Regions from separate parts of the Oryctolagus cuniculus genome. Here region 1 is linked to region 2. Evidence: chromatin contacts called from public Micro-C data. All regions are on one chromosome and are shown on one strand. The core of a region is the stretch at or near the end of the contact, and the rest is flanking DNA. Distances in the headings are between cores, read along the strand shown. Region 1 holds the start of RCBTB1 (RCC1 and BTB domain containing protein 1). Region 2 holds the start of SETDB2 (SET domain bifurcated histone lysine methyltransferase 2).

The links. A called contact is a pair of places that touch in the nucleus more often than the background predicts.
Region 1: a Micro-C map of ear pinna shows a contact between it and region 2, with 5 times the contacts expected there. The contact joins the promoter of RCBTB1 here to the promoter of SETDB2 in region 2. A contact is called at or near these places in 2 of 6 Hi-C or Micro-C datasets (ear pinna and an unstated tissue).

What each region holds. Positions count from the first base shown.
Region 1 is chr9:68,904,880-68,908,512 of mOryCun1.1, reverse strand. RCBTB1 (RCC1 and BTB domain containing protein 1) reads left to right here and starts at 1,256. Exons shown (of 14, transcript XM_008273852.4): 1 at 1,256-1,336; 2 at 1,612-1,860.
Region 2 is chr9:68,750,020-68,753,322 of mOryCun1.1, reverse strand. SETDB2 (SET domain bifurcated histone lysine methyltransferase 2) reads right to left here and starts at 1,326. Exons shown (of 15, transcript NM_001389491.1): 1 at 1,143-1,326; 2 at 677-792. It overlaps CAB39L (calcium binding protein 39 like), which reads left to right and starts at 1,347. Exons shown (of 12, transcript XM_070048887.1): 1 at 1,347-1,484.

The sequences.
Region 1 (3,633 bases), core at 7-2,506, 160 kb before region 2:
GATTTTTTTAAAGATGATAATCATAGAGTGCTTTGGGGGCTAGAGAAGAAAGGTTAAAAACTCACCTGGCACTTGTCCAGGTAAATTTCAGAGGAAGAGCCCACAATTTGTCCGATAGAAAGTTACTCAACCCAATAAACACAAATACCATTAAATATATCACTTTGTCAAGTGTATCGAAATTTTTTAGGCTGCCTTTGTCCCAGAGGTAAATAAAGTCACCACATCCAGCAATTCAGGTTGAATTACTATTCCCTGAAAAATAAGTTTCATGACTTACTTCCTTTGAGCACAGGGTTCTCTTCTGCAAGTCTGTGCCTCTCTCTCCCTCTACTACTTATCCTCCAACTTCAGCTGTCCAGGAAGCTTTTTCCCAACTCCTAGTTTATGGGCTTCCTCTGTGTTTCCTTACATCTTGTATCATGAGACTTCTTTACCCTGTCCTGGAATAATGAACCAGACTATACATTCCTTAAGGTTAGCAACTTCTGGAATGAGCAAAAATGTGTCCCATTTACCTTTTTATTCCCCAAGATGCTTCACATATGATATCTGACACATAATGAACATTGAATGCTCAGGAAATATATGATCACTCAAGCCTCATGCCCTTCCACATTTTACAGAGATTCTTTTGTCAGGTTATAGGAAAAAAAAACCTGATTCCAATTCTTTGAGCAAAATAGTCCTCTTTCAGTGAACTCACCAAACTGCTACTTTGGCTGAGCCACTTGATTCAAAGGATATTGAGGATCTACAACATGCTAGGGACAGTACCAAGCTGAGAGAGCCCTTATAAAAAGAGTTCATCATCCAGGAGAGAAGATGGCAATGGACAATCAGTTCTCAAGGAAACGTACAGCACATTCGGGAAATGTGAAATTTACCTATCGGAATATGTGCTGTGTTCAAGAGATCCAGGAAGAAGTTGCAGCTGACACTGAATTTACCTAACGACTCGAAGCTGCTGAATTTGGGTGGCAGATGCAGGAAGAGACTACAAGGATGAGTAGGTGGTGTTTGACCTGGATTTTGAAAGATGAGTAGGAGCCTGATGTGTACTTTGGGGGTTGCTGTGAGGTGAACAAGATTTGGTTGCTAACTCATGCACATGTTTGAGCCCCAAAGTCACAAGTTTATGGGACTCAGAGGGTGGGAACAATCCAACTGTGGTGTTCAGGAGGAGGGCCTAGTGGGAGGTCCTTAGGTCTCTGGGTGGAGTGCCCTGAGATGATTATAAAAACCTGCTTCTGGCCATGTGCTGCAAGCTCCTGCCACTGCATCCTCACCAGACAGCTCAAGCCTGCCTCATCTTGGAGAGCAAACTTTTTAAACCGTGAGTTGAAAACAAAAACAAAAACAAAAACACCTTCCTTCATGGGTAGCTTTTCTTAGCTATGTGTTAAGTGACAAAAAAAAAAAAAATCTAGAACAGGTGTTGCTAAAGAATAACGGAGCTCCACAGTGAAGGGGTAAATACAGATTTTATTCAGAAACTATTGCGATAGAAGGAGAGAGCAGAAAATACAATCCACACAACTGGGCTCCATTTCCAAACTGTAATCCTGTCTCAATGAAATCTGCTTTCACCTCTTTCCTGTCTTGGCTCAGGTTTTAAGGAATTTATTGATTCCGGATGTTTCAGATGGAGGCAAAAGACTGAAAAAACACGAAGAAGAATAAAGTGATTTAGGGGAAAAGGAAGACTCCAAAGAAAGTTATCACGAAAACCAGCGCCTAGAGAAACTGCGCAAGGGGCAGGTGAAGAAAAGCTGGTTTCTTTTAATCAGGAAGCTGTTCGGTGACGCTTGGAGAACGAAGAGTTTTTCCTGGTTGTTCACGGGAGTTTATCTGGGAAAGGTAAATCTGAACACGGTTGCATGCAGTGCTTTGCTAGGAGTGTGGACTTCAGCCTGCAGTGCCACCTGGGAGTGCTGCGATCTGGATGGTGTTTTACAAAGATGACTGCGCTCTCCGTGCGAGCTTCAGGCAGCAGCCCCTCTCCTGGCCTCAGTTTACGCACTTGTATTCGTAATAAGAAATAGCTTGCCTCAGATGGCCTCTTGGGTCCCTTCTGACCTTGGCAGCCTGCTTCCCAGGTACCTCTATCTTCCCTGCCCCTGGCTTTGGTGCTTCCAATCCGAACCGGGTAGGGAGGCAGAGGCAGGTTTCCAGGTGAAACAAAGGTCTCCCTTGTGCGGCCATTTATCCCAGGCAGCGCCTCAGGGCCATCTAGTTGCGGGGGAAGGGTTTTCCCCGCTGGCTTTTCCGTCCCGGGTTTCCCTGGAGCAGGAGGCCGGTCCTCCCCACTGCGAAGCCACCCGGCGAGGAAGGACAGAGGCTCGCCCCTCGCGCTGGAGAGACAAAACCAAGTAAGGCCAGGCAGCAGCCACCGCGGGACACCCTGCGAATGCTTGCAGGGCCTCGCGCAGTCCCAGGGTCCAAGGTGCAGGGGTTCAGGGCCGGGGCCTGGCAAGCGCCCAGGGTCACGTGAAGCCGCTCGGCCACGTGACCGGCGGGCCCGGCGCCCTCACGCTCCGCCTCCGGCTCCTCCCCCTCCGTCGCTCGCTCCCGCTCGTGCGGCTGGCGGAGCTCGGGAGATCCCCGCGGCGCTCCCCGCGGCCCGGCCGGACGGCGCGGCGGCGGCGGCTGCCTCGCAGGTAGCGTATGAGTGCGGCGGAGAGCCCACGGAGGTCGCGTCTGCCCCTTTCCCTCCCCGCGGGCCGGGCCAGGCCGGGCGCGCTCCGTTACTCCGCGCCCTCGCCGCCTCCCGGGCCCGCGGGCGCTGCGTCCGGGGCGGGGGCGCTGGCACCTCAGCTCCCGTGTCCTGCGCGGAGGAGGATAGAGGGGAGGGTGGGGAGAGGAGGAAAAGTTTTCCTGGCTGCCTGTCCTTCTGGCAGCACAGACGCCGGCCGTTGTGCCCGTAGCCTAAGTCTCGCTGCTGTGGGCGCCGTTGTGCCGGGAGAGACCTCGCCTCGGGCACTGCCCATCCTCCCTCGGCCCTTGCAGAAAACTTGGCATCGGCTCCTTCACCTCCCCACGGTAGGAGTGCCACAGACCGTGTTATTGACTGCGTGCCTTTCCCCACGCGCGGAATCCACAGAGGGGACTGGGGACCTTTATCCAGGAGTGCGGTGACCTGAGTTAGCGACGCTTCCCCTGTCCTGCCTCGGATCCACTCCATTTTATTTAAGATGCCCATTGGGGCGCGCTCTGCCCTGGCTCTGCTCGGGGCTTTTTGTTTATCCGCAGACAGGATAGAGCCATCTGCTCCAGAACTCTCTGCAGCTGGGGCATACCGTCTTACAAAGCAGTCTTGTAATGATGGTCTTGCAGAATCAGATTCAGGGTCTCACGTGCCTTTTTTCTTTCTTTTTTTGGTGGGGGGTGGATTAAAGGCCTTAGAGGGTGAAAGCTGAGTTTCTGAAATTGCTGTGTGTTGTGGGCACACATCCTCAAAATGCCCGAGCGTGCAGGGATCGCGCCGGGAGGCATGGAAAACGGATGGAACCCTGACAGCCGGTTCCTAGCGGCTTTAAACTTTACGAGCATGCGTTTGAAGGGAGCACTGGGTGAGTTTCACCCCTCTGAACTGCGTTGGGGCTGGAATCACTGTATTCAGATGCTATTAAC
Region 2 (3,303 bases), core at 77-2,576:
TCCCCCCTTCTCATTTTTTCAATTTGGCAGAAAATTAATTAAAATCAGCCTGCTTCATTTCAAGACATGGTTCCCTTTTGTTTGTAAAAACAGGTCCCTAACCCTGTAAGTCCCAAGCTGTCAACTCTGCGCATATTTCAACGACATATCAAAGTAACCATTAACGGCATTGCTCAATTTAAGTCCTTAGAGACGTCCTATATATAGGACGATGGGCTGCAATGGCTAAGACAGCCCTACCAGATGCTCTCATTTCTTATTGTAATTCTGGTAACAGGAGAGAACGTTTATTGAGAATAAACCACGTGTCAGGCCAGCTGCTAAGTACTTCCCGCGTCCTTAGTGAATCCGCACAGCAACCCTGTGAGGTGAACGAGGTTTCTGATGGAGTTAAGGCACGTCAGAGCGAGATGACGGACGGTAAGAAACCGGGCAGCCCGATTTCCAGAGCCCACGTTCTCACCGCTCCACCGAACCCCTCTCCTCGGCTTCACCCACTCTAACACACAGAGCTCCCTGCTCATTTCCGCACGCCGAAGATGCCTGCACACCCACTTCCTTAACTGCTTATTGGGCTGCAGGTGCTTATTATAGTCTGGCGCTCGGAGGACCTAACCTCAACTCTGTGATCTTGGATGAATGATTTTCACATATTCAGGTTTGGGTGTAACCTTACCTGTGGAAACAGTGGTTAAACCTTCAAGTTCTGCTTCTGGATTTTAGCCTGCAGTCAGAAGCCAGCGGCTCAGGAATCACCACTTTTTAATAAGGTGTGCGCTGCAAGATAAGAGACTGAAACGGGGGCGGGGTTAGGGCTGAGAATTCAGAGCTCTCGCGGACCCCTCCGCACCCCGGGACTGCACCTGGGTGCAAAAGGAGGGTTGCATGGGCTGGGGTCGAGGGCTCCCCGGCGTTCCCACGTCCTCCCACGGCTCCGCAGGAACCGTCCGAGAGCCACACACACACACACACAGCGGGGGCTCGGCTGCTCGCCGCTAGTCAGAGGTGAGGGCGGTGCTCTCCCGGGAGGGATGGCAAGGCTAGGAGTCCCCGACGGGTTCGGCTACTTTGTCTCCACGCCGCCGAAACCCCAGGCCGCAGGTACCCTCTGGCGGGAAAGTAGTACTTCACCATTTACTAACCCCAAAACTGTGTCTCGTCGCCTCGCCTCAGCCGGGAAGTTAGTAGCAGCGCGCAACCGCTAAAGCTCAGGCCCTCTTAAAGCGCTCGCTATATGGGAGGAGTCGAACGCCAAGGTCCCCAGCCACAGGGCAGGGAGCCCATTGGTTTCCTTCCCCGCTAAACCCACGCATCAGAGGCGCCGCGCGCGTACCTCAGACTCCGGGGCGGTGCCTGATGCGCCGTCTCCTGATTGGCCGCCAGCGCTCTCTGCTTGTCTCGCGCTCTCGCGCTAGGCCAATCGGGTTATCCGCAGTTTGGAGGCCGGCTTCTCTGGTGTGGTGGCGCCGCCGCTGTTCCCTTCGGTAGGTGTGTGGCTGCCATCTTGTGTGTGGCTTGGGCTGGGCTCTTTGGGCGTTGAAAGCTCCTGTCGTGGCTTGTCTTTGAAGACGGGTGCTGGGGGAGCAATGGTAGAGAGGAGGGGCCTGAAGGAAACCCAGCTAGTTCTCACTTGCCCAAAAGGATAGATTTCCTGTAGTCTCGTCCCTGGCGAGGGAGAGCGAGGAATGGTGGTTATGGCGGGGGTGGGGGGTGGGGATCCCAGGCTTTGGTGTGTCGGTTATCGGGTTAGAGGAGGCTTTGATGCATTGATGCTGATTCTTCGGGCCCGGAGGGCTTTTGCAGTGACTTTCGTAGCGGAAAGATTCTGAACATCAGCCCCCTTTAGCTAAAGGAGGCTGGCTGGTGGGCTGCGTGATTCAGACAGGAACAAAGCTGCTAGTGGAAGGGGAGAGGGCGACGCCTCACCACTCAGGCTCCAGAGGGACCTCTTCCTTCTCTTTGTTATCGAGGGAAGGGCTGGGCTGCTTTGTTCCCTCGTCCCCTCGCCCGCCTCCCTACTCCATCAACCATCACCACTTCCCCCTCCTTTGTCGCCCTCCCTTTCCTTTTCTTTCTTCTTAAATATTTATTTACTTACTGAAAGGCAGACAAGGAGAGATCTTCACTTCCCAAATGGTTGACTGACAGATGGAAGCCAGAAACTCTATCCTGGTTCCCCACATTGATGGCAGGGGCCCTAGCAGTGGGCCATCATTGGCTGCTTTCCCAGACACATTGGCAAAGGAGCTGGATGGGAAACTGAGCGGAGCCTGCGCTCAGATAAGGGGTACCAGCCTCCGGATAGGTGGCCTAACCCACTGCACCGCAGTGCTGCTGCCTGCTGTGGTCTTTTCCTAAACAACAGAAAAAGGAAAGTGAAAGAATTGTTTTGCCCTCTTGATTTCCTGGTTTCTCTGTGTTGAAATGTATGTATTTTGGGGGTGTACCATGGTATGCTTGGGTACTCCTCACAGAATAAGGGAAGGATTCTGTATGGGAAAGCCCCTTAAGTTCTGTCTTCTTTTTAGGGTGGGAGGAAAGAAGCAGGAATTATGTCATTTTCATTCCAATTTTTTAAAAAGAATTTACAGTAGAAAACCTGTATCTTATTTCATTTGAGAGAAAATTTATCAGACCTGAAAAGCTGATTAAAGGCTATTTTGTGAATAACTAGCAGTTTTGAGAGGAATGAGAATAAAGTCAAGATACTGTCTTGAGTGATGATCTAACCAAGTCAACAGTACATTATGTAGTTTGTAACAGGAATACCAGAAAAAAAAAAGATAAAATAATTGACAAATTGAGAATTAAGTTTACTTTACTTACCATTTTATCTGTGATCTTTTTTTTTTTTTTTTTTTTTTTTTTTTTTTTTTAATTTTTGACAGGCAGAGTGGACAGTGAGAGAGAGAGAGACAGAGAGAAAGGTCTTCCTTTGCCGTTGGTTCACCCTCCAATGGCCGCCGCGGCCGGCGCACCGCGCTGATCCGATGGCAGGGGCCAGGAGCCAGGTGCTTTTCCTGGTCTCCCATGGGGTGCAGGGCCCAAGCACCTGGGCCATCCTCCACTGCCCTCCCGGGCCACAGCAGAGGGCTGGCCTGGAAGAGGGGCAACCGGGACAGAATCCGGCGCCCCAACCAGGACTAGAACCCGGTGTGCCGGCGCCGCTAGGCGGAGGATTAGCCGAGTGAGCCACGGCGCCGGCTATCTGTGATCTTTTTAAACCTGAGTGACAAAAATTCATATGTCAATAATGTGGTTTGAGTTGATGGGTAAAGTATGTGTTCTTTACAAGTTTATCAG